Linked DNA regions of Mus musculus: region 1 is linked to region 2. Evidence: chromatin contacts called from public promoter capture Hi-C data. All regions are on one chromosome and are shown on one strand. Each heading gives the region's core, a stretch centred on a gene start, on an enhancer-like site or on the middle of the called end of the contact. The rest is flanking DNA. Distances are from core to core; before and after follow the strand shown.

Region 1 (4,015 bases), core at 1,342-3,841, 2.2 Mb after region 2:
CAACAAAAAAAAAATTCCTACCCATCAGCCCAAAACTCCAAATTACAGAAAACTTTCCAAACTTGTTTCCAGATTGTCCTCAATTTCTTGTATAAAGTAAGATTTGTCACAAAGTGCTGCCTCTGACCTGAGGCCCAGTTAATCATCTTCTACACGTCTGAAGTCACGATGAGGTCTTTCTCCAGCCTTTTCACCCCCACAAAGACACCACTATCACTCATTTCCCTGCCATTCTCTATAAAATTTAGGACCACTCAGCTAATACATAATTATTCACCTTTATAGATCTCATTCTGGCCAAAGAACGAAGGGTAAAGCGTGGCTGTAGTCGGAGTTGCCCGAGATATCAAGGTAAGAGCACCTAGTACCTTCACTAGACCATGGCTTTATACCAGGGAACATTTAAACAACTAAAGATATGTTAACTGTCATTAAACAAAGCACAATCAAAGGATCACGATCTGTGGTTGTTTTAATTATCTTCTTTCTGCTGATACAAACTATTTCCTTTATTTCCATCTTTCCATCTAGTAAGTTAGCAAAGAGTGCCATTCCTAATCGAATTCCAGTTATGTGTGTTTCTGAGTGGGTATTTAAGGACAATTCTGATTTACAACTTAGTCTTAGAAAATAGAGAATTTAAAAGGCCTAACTTGCTTGTTTCTAAAAGCATTTTAATTTGCAGATCAACTATAAAGAAGTGTTAAATACTCTTTATTTGATATCATACATAAACCACAGTAAATGCCTTTCAATAGTAAAAGGCAACATCCTTGATGTAGGGAATTCTAATTAAAACTGCACTGTCAAGAATAGACAGTTGCCTCCTGGTGGTTAGCCATGACCTGAAAGAGGCCAGTGAACACAAACTGAAACACATTTGAGTCTTCTTGTTTCTGAGACAGTGATAGAATTTTCCCAGTGTTTAAGCATATTCATATGCCCAGTTATATAAATCTAAGTATAAAACCATTTAGTAGGTTTGAGGTGACATGCCCCTATTTATGGAAAGTAAAACATTGCTAATTAAGTCCAATCTTATCTTGAGAAAGGGAGAGCCGTGGTAGCATGTATACAACTGGAACTGTTGCTTTAATAAAGACCGTACCCACTTTATGACAAGTCAGTTTTACTTAAATCAGGACTGTCCAACAAAAACATTGCTAGCCATTCATGATCTGAATTTGGTGTGTGAATTAAATTATGGTGTACATTAAAAGCCATGAGACATTTGTTTTGTAATAAATAAGGCAGTGGAATTACTCATTAGTAGCCTTTTTAAGATAAGCTATTAGGTCTGCCCTTTCTCCCTTCTTCTTAATTCCAGCGAAGATCATTTTTGTTCCAGGGATGTACTTTTTGGGATTCTCCAAATACTCCATCAGGGTATCCTCTCCCCAGGTGATGCCTAAACAGAAAGAGATGCAGAGGTTAAGTGTTTTACACACCTGGTAATTCTGCACTGGTTAACCCAAGCAACCTGTGCTGTGGCTGACAGCAGCTCCCCCCGTTACCTTTGTTCTTGTTGGCATCTGTGTAAGAGAATCCAGCAGCCTGGCCTGTCTTCCGCCCGAACAGACCGTGGAGATTTGGTCCAGTCTTATGCTTGCCTCCCTTTTCCACAGTGTGGCACTGGGCACACTTCTGAACAAAAATCTTCTTGCCTTTTTCAACATCACCCATTTTTAATTCTAAAAGGGAAAAGATCCAACAGTAAAACGTACTACGGATCCCAATGACCATTCAAACCGCTATTCTTATGTCCTCTTAACACCAGGCAGGGTGCTAACTCAGTCCACTTGCAATATTCTTCAATAGCAAATACATCACCTAGGAGACTCTCCTTTAAAGCAAGTCTGTGCTCAAGACAGGTCCATGCCAAGGGAAATGGAAACCCACAGCTCAAACCCCAGTTTCCGAAGAAGGCAAGGTCAAAAAGTCACAAATATGAAACCGGACTCATTAAAGCAAAACCACTACAACTCTTAACATTTCAGAATGCTAAACTGCTGTCAGTGCTGCCGATTAAAGTCACTTCCAAAGATAAGGGAGGCTGGGGGTGATCCTAAGTGCTTCCGCCTGCTCCGGTCTCATTAGGAGGTTAAGTCTCTTCTCTCTTGCTTTAGTCCGGCACGGGAAGGCGAGGGAGGACTGGGGAAGGAACCGTCTCACTCTCACGTTGAGATCCCAGGGGTGACTACGACTTTACAAACCCACCCTCCCAGATGCTTAATCAGGAAAAGAACTGGCCCAGTCCTGAAGGAACAGCAGCTTCTGCTCTCAGAAGGGGCGGCGGGCGAGTTCCTTCTAGAACTCCGGGCCCCGGTCCTACACCCACGCCGCCTCCAGCCGTGCCACAGTTCTGCATGGCTTTGTAGGTTAGGCCTGCCCCGGCCTCCTCGCCCCGTTCCCGGTCCGCATCCCCGTCGCGCGCTCACCGTTCCGGGCTGGTCAACACCACGAACGTTCGGACTCGAAGACAGACGTCCCGCGCTCTAGCCCAAGGACACGCCGGCCCGCGCCTATGTACCGGTGTCGGTGCAACCACACTTGTTCCGCCCGTCCGCGGCCCGACGTGCGGTAGCGCCGTCTGCTGCGCCGTGACGTAACCGCACCTCATTGGCTCCAGGACAGGTTTGTGCGCGCGCATGCGAGCTAGCATGGTAGGATGTGCCCAGAGGGCGCCCTTCCTTCAGAGGCCTCGTTTGCCCGACACTTACGACAGGCCTTAGGACGTAAGGCGTGGACGTGCGTGACGTCACCCTCTGGCCTGCGAGATGGCGAGGGCAAGTAGCGGGGCCGATGCTCCCTTGGGATCCGGGTGTGGCTCGGCTCAGGTAACGCCCGGCCCTAGGACTCCTTCGGCCTCCGCCCACGGGGAGTGCTGAGACTGCCGGCCGGTGTGCTGGCGACCTTTACCCAGGCTTGGTCAAGGCTTCCTGGCTGGCGCAACTGCACTGGCCTCGCAGTGGACGCCTGCTGGTGACCTTTACTCTGTTAAACCATCTTCCTGCTCTCCCAGTGAGAGCCTCAAAGCTGGGGAAGGTACGCACAAGTGGCAGACAGGATCACATCTTACCCAGAGTCCCTGTTTTCTTCCCCTAGTGTTTGTAGAAAACGAGGAGGGTGTGCAGGCAAGCTTTAAGGGAGAAGCAGGATTCGCCTGAGTAGAGGATTCCCGGGAATCCGCTAGACTTGGCATCCCTTCTGACCATATTGGAAATGGAAGTCTCCTTAGCATACTTTCCTGGTGTACTTCAAAACGAACTCACAGACACTTTAAATTCTGCCACTGGACGTTTTCTTCATTACTCCCCTCTCCCAAATTCAGATGAATGTCGGTCCATTCCCTATGTTCTGTCTAGCCTTGACATAGTTTATCGTGTGTTTATAGATGCCTGGTGTGTGCCGGGCCCTTCTCAGTATGAACTCACATATTCTGGTTGAGCTTGTTTATATTCTACCACTTTTCCTTCCGCCATCAGATTAACATGAGATGTTAGAAGGCTGGTCTAAAGTCTCAATAGATCTCTTTCCAGCCACTGGTCCTATCTGCTCAAAGATGTCAGTTTGTGTGAGTATAGTTGTTAGGTATTCCCAGGGATAGTTGATTCCAGAACAATCCCCAGAACCCATACAGAATTCCATGGGTGTTTAAGTCCTTCACATGAAATGATGTAATATTTGTATATAATCTACACAATCTCCCCAATATTTAAATAATTTCTAGATTATAACTTATACTGCCAAATGCAGTGCTGTATGGTGTCACTTAGGGAAAATGACAAAAACGCTAGTCATTCTGTATTGGTGAGAATATTGTAAGCCTAACTACATAGTATGTGATGTGATCTGCTGATTTCTGAAGACATGGATATGGGAACCATAGATAAGGAGGTCTGATGTATTTTCATTGTTATTAAACTGTCCTAGCTTTTGGGGGTACTCGTTCAGCATTTAGACTTAGTCCTTATGTAGGTTTATTTTAAGTTATTTGTATATAGGCTTATTTATC
Region 2 (4,363 bases), core at 1,022-3,521:
CTGCTTGGTAAACTTTAGACAATGTCAAGTTTAGATACATCCATTACAATCAACATCATAGTCTCTGACTGTAGAGCAAATTTTAAAAAACAAACTCTTCTATAAAACCTTCATCATGGGAAATTCCAAAGTCTTTTAGGTGACCTCATAGATGGAAAGAAAACAGTAATGAAAACCAAAAAGTTTTTAAAATTCCAGCTAATTTTCATATGCAGAAATGGATAGCACAGTTTATTGCTCACAGAAACTAGCTGTTGCATTTGAGTAAGACAGCTGGCTAGTCCACTCAAAGCCAACTCATCAAATGGCCAGGTAACCAAATACCAAATATGTAAGAAGTTAAGCTCTCTGAATAGCAATGTACTGAACAACTAATTGGAATTACTAAGTTTCTTTTTTAATGTATTCGATTTCTATTCCATCCCTTGAGCTCATGTGAAATTGTTGAGATCAAACTAGAGCTACTTATGTTAAACTGATAGAATCACTATGTCAACCACTGACAGAAAATGTCAAGAAGCCCTGGTGGTAAGGATGGGGTTTCCTCACACATATCTGCTGATAGCAAGAATGGCCACAAAAAACTGCCAAGACCACAACCTTGCACAAATGCCATAGCAACCTTGTAGGGAAAAAGCTCTTCTACAAGGCTGCCCACCCAGCAAGTGTCTGCCCAAAGCTGGACTAACAACACCTTTGTTATAGCCAAGGACTATCATTTCAAAACAACTCTGCAACCTTGCTCATTTTAGAATGCCAGCACTCATGATGCAGAGGCTGGTGGAGCTCTGTGAGTTCAAGGTCAAACTGGTCTTGTTACAAAGCAAGTCCACAATAGCCAGGGCTGGTTACACTGAGAAACCCTGCCTCAAAAAAAAAAAAAAAAAAAAAAAAACAACAACAACAAAAAAAACAACAAATATAAAATCTTTTCCCTTCCCTGAACACAATCATTGTTTGTCATGGTATCACATCCCAGACTACCACCCCTGTTATCTGGAGTAAAACTTTTTAATGTAAAGATTATAAGGGCTGGTGTGGAGGCAAAAAATAGTCAAAAGGGTAATGAATGGGCAGCAGTTGTTTCTGTAACTTTAACAACTGGCCATTCAGCCAGTTTGATGGTGTAAGCTCTTCTTAGTGACAGATGGCCCAAATCTCCAAATGTTGCACCAAGCCCAGACAGGAGGACACTTAAAGCAAAACAGCGTCAAGACACTTCACATGCTGTAAATTATGTCTTCCTTTTTTCTTTTTGAAAGGTTTTGAGAGGATTTTGTGGCTTAGGGATCATAGGTCCCTGGCTTGAGGCCTAGGACTTACCCTGAGATGCTACTGGAGATGGACTGAACTTTCAGTTTTCTTTTTCCATGCTGCGGTCCTGTCCTTAGAGTGTGAAGGAAGAAATTCACTCAGCTGTGCTGGGCAGTAATGTTAGTGGTCTCTGCTCGATCATGTGTTCTGGCATGCCAGCATACAAAGCCAGTATGCCAGTGGAGCCCACGTAGGCCAGAGTCACTAAAGAGCTATGCTGGGGTGGCTAGGGAGAAATCGTCCTTCCTCGGATCGCAGATAAGGGGACGCCCCTGCAGACATTTTTAGGAGTGGAGAGCCGAGAACAAGTCCTGGGTATGGTGGCTTCTGCTGTGGCTCCAAGCACCTGTTTCAAAGCTCCAAAAACTTCTCTTTGAGTTTTTCCCATACAATGAAGGGAAAGACGAGGGCTCCAGGAAGGAAAATGAGCCTCAAAGTGCAGCCTAAGGACTATGTCTGCACCACAGAGACAGCAGCACAAATGAATCCAGAGATGGGGCACACACTTAGTCCACACATCATACATATATTTAAGCCTAGCGTTTGTCAGGAACTACTGGGGCCGCCACCATCAGTGGGCAACACGAGCAAGCAAATAGTCACATAAAATGTAGTGATGCAGATCAGTGTAGCGGTGAGCCACTGTGCCCTGGCCCTCAGCCACTCAGGGTCGGGTTTACGTGACTGCAGCCAACGGGAGAAACTGGTCCCTTTTTATCCATGCATCCTAACCTGGCACCTGTACAGGGCGCACTCAGAAAGCGCCGGATGCTAAAGAGAACGGAGGAGTGGATGGTTGGTTATTTGGATGAACGGTTGTTTGCACCTGAGCATGCGCAAGCCGCAAGCTCGACAGGATGTAACTAACCAGTGCCAGGCGGGTGCCTGAACCTGAGGAGCTAGAGGTGTGAGGGACGGAGCAGTAAAGGAGAACCCCGCCACACCCCCTGAAGCCACGCCCCAGGCACGGCGCCCTCTGGGAAGTGTAGTCTGCGCTTGCGTCGTTACCGCTGTGAGGCTGGGGGCTGCGGGCGGAAGCGGGACCACCCCTCCCGGGATGCGAAGCGCCAGACCGACCCAGACGAGCCAACTCTGCGGTTCTCGGTGTAGCGAGTTCCCCGGCCCCGCTTCCTGTCGTGCAGAACTGGGCCGCTGTCCCCGAGGGTCTCGAGGGTCTCGGTGCAGCCTCCAGCCAGAGCCGCACCGGAAGCTGGGTGGGCCAGGGAGTCGCGAAGCTGAGTTCCGCCATGGCGCTCCAGGTAAGACGAGCCGTTGCGGACCGACGAACGCCGCGGTCGGGCTTCTTGGTGCAGCGCAGTCCCCAGGGCAACAGGCCCGGGAGGATCCGTCACCGCCGACTTTGAGCTCGAGTGAGCCGATCAAGGTCGGCCAGTGCCCAGAATTCCCTAACCAGAAGTCTAAGGCTCTCCCCTTCTCCCAGGACACACGGACCTGGAGCTTTTTTTCTACCTGGGGAACTCATTCCTTTGGCTTTTCATTACAAGATCGTGAGAGGGTGTGCACGACTGAAGCCTCAGCAGGTCTTGGGGGAATAACTAAATCTGACATTTATTTTTGTTAAGATACGTAATCCCCGTGAATTGGGCCGGAAAAGTGGGGAGAAAGAAAACAGATCGAAGTTAATGCTGGTAAAATATGTCAGTCCCAGAGCTGAAGAAGAGCCACATCAGTTGTTGTGGCCTAGGTACAGTTTCGGCAGGATCGTGGGCTGTGAAGATGCCAGGGCAGTTGCTGCACTGCCTTCTGGGTAGACACCCAGAGTCAGATGTGCAATTTTGGTCCACGAGCTTTGGCCAAACTTAGGCAACTGTGTTGAGGTCGTGGCTGGACATCACTAATACCCCACAAGAATCTCAGGAGAAACGATAAGCCAGGTAAATCGAACATTGTCTGGCCTGGAAGCGTCTTTTTTAGCTATGGCTAACAGGTAGCCCAAGACTCTTGCTCAGATACTCCCACTGGCCCCATCCTAGAGTCTGCTTATTTGGGTTTTCTGTTCTGTAGATGAGGGAATTGAACCACAGATCTCTCCAACCTGATGTTCAAGGAAGAGTATTCATATACTGCATAGAGAAGATGGTCAGGCACGGTCTCTGAGAGTACAAGGTCCCAGGCTAAGGAAGAGGGGCAGAGATGGTCTAAGATCTTTATGTTCATTGTGACAGGGGTGACAGAATCACAGGGGTGTGTGCACAGTCTACAGTTGGGGACAGTGAGTAGCAGCCATGGTACAGGGTCTGACCCTGGTAGCCTGAGGCATGCTGGGGCAATGGGGCTAGGCTGATACAAGACTGAGTGCTGAAACTAAAATTTCATACAGAGACTGACACAGTTTCTTAGGAAGCCATCATGGGAGTTATGAGCAAGGAGATTGATCATCTACAGTGGTCCTAGTTAATCCTGGAAGGTTTTCTTCTGATGATTGGGCAGAGGTCCAGATGGCAAGCCAGCGGTAGCTGTTCTGAAGTTAATCTCCCCATCCACTCTGTCTCTTCCCCTTCCCCACTCCCTGTCCTTCACACACACTCTCTCTTCCTTTGCTTTTTATTTATATTTTTGGAGACAGACTCTCATGTGGCTGAAGATGACTTTGACCTGACTGACCTTCCTACAACGGCCTGAATCATAGGCATGTGCTACCATATCTGGCTTTGTGTGGCACTGGGAACTTAATTCCAGCGCATGCTAGGCAAACACTTTACCATCTGACCAACATCCCCAATTCGACTTCTTCCATTTGGGAAAGCTCTGAAGGGAGCATCTCTCCACTCAGAGCGAGTTCTCATCCGCATCAAAACAAAACCCTGTCAGTGAGGATGGCCTTTTGAGGCTAGTTGGAGAGAGGCCTGGAAAACATTGCAGGCAAAGGCCTAAAGGAGCCAGCTATATTTAGCCTTGAGATAAAGAGCCACCTATGCTGCCCCCCAGAGTCAGGAGTGGTGTATAGAAGAGCCTGAGGTGGAGATTAGGCAGATAGCCTTGGTGACACGAGCCACAGCATTTATGCTAGATTTATTGTAGCCTATGG

The links. Capture Hi-C pulls out chosen DNA fragments and counts their contacts.
Region 1: a contact with region 2 is called in a promoter capture Hi-C map of liver, with 4 times the contacts expected there. The contact joins the promoter of Cycs here to the promoter of Krba1 in region 2. A contact is called at or near these places in 4 of 39 promoter capture datasets (hippocampal neurons, liver and pre-B cells) and 1 of 9 other capture datasets (liver).

What each region holds. Positions count from the first base shown.
Region 1 is chr6:50,563,978-50,567,992 of GRCm38.p6, forward strand. Cycs (cytochrome c, somatic) reads right to left here and starts at 2,592. Exons shown (of 3, transcript NM_007808.5): 1 at 2,439-2,592; 2 at 1,515-1,691; 3 at 1-1,408. The coding sequence starts at 1,683. The coding sequence ends at 1,260. 5430402O13Rik (RIKEN cDNA 5430402O13 gene) reads left to right here and starts at 2,666. Exons shown (of 3, transcript NR_027892.1): 1 at 2,666-3,045.
Region 2 is chr6:48,393,315-48,397,677 of GRCm38.p6, forward strand. Krba1 (KRAB-A domain containing 1) reads left to right here and starts at 2,272. Exons shown (of 18, transcript NM_001347152.1): 1 at 2,272-2,573. The coding sequence starts at 2,562. It overlaps Gm16630 (predicted gene, 16630), which reads right to left and starts at 2,094. Exons shown (of 5, transcript NR_152250.1): 1 at 1,324-2,094.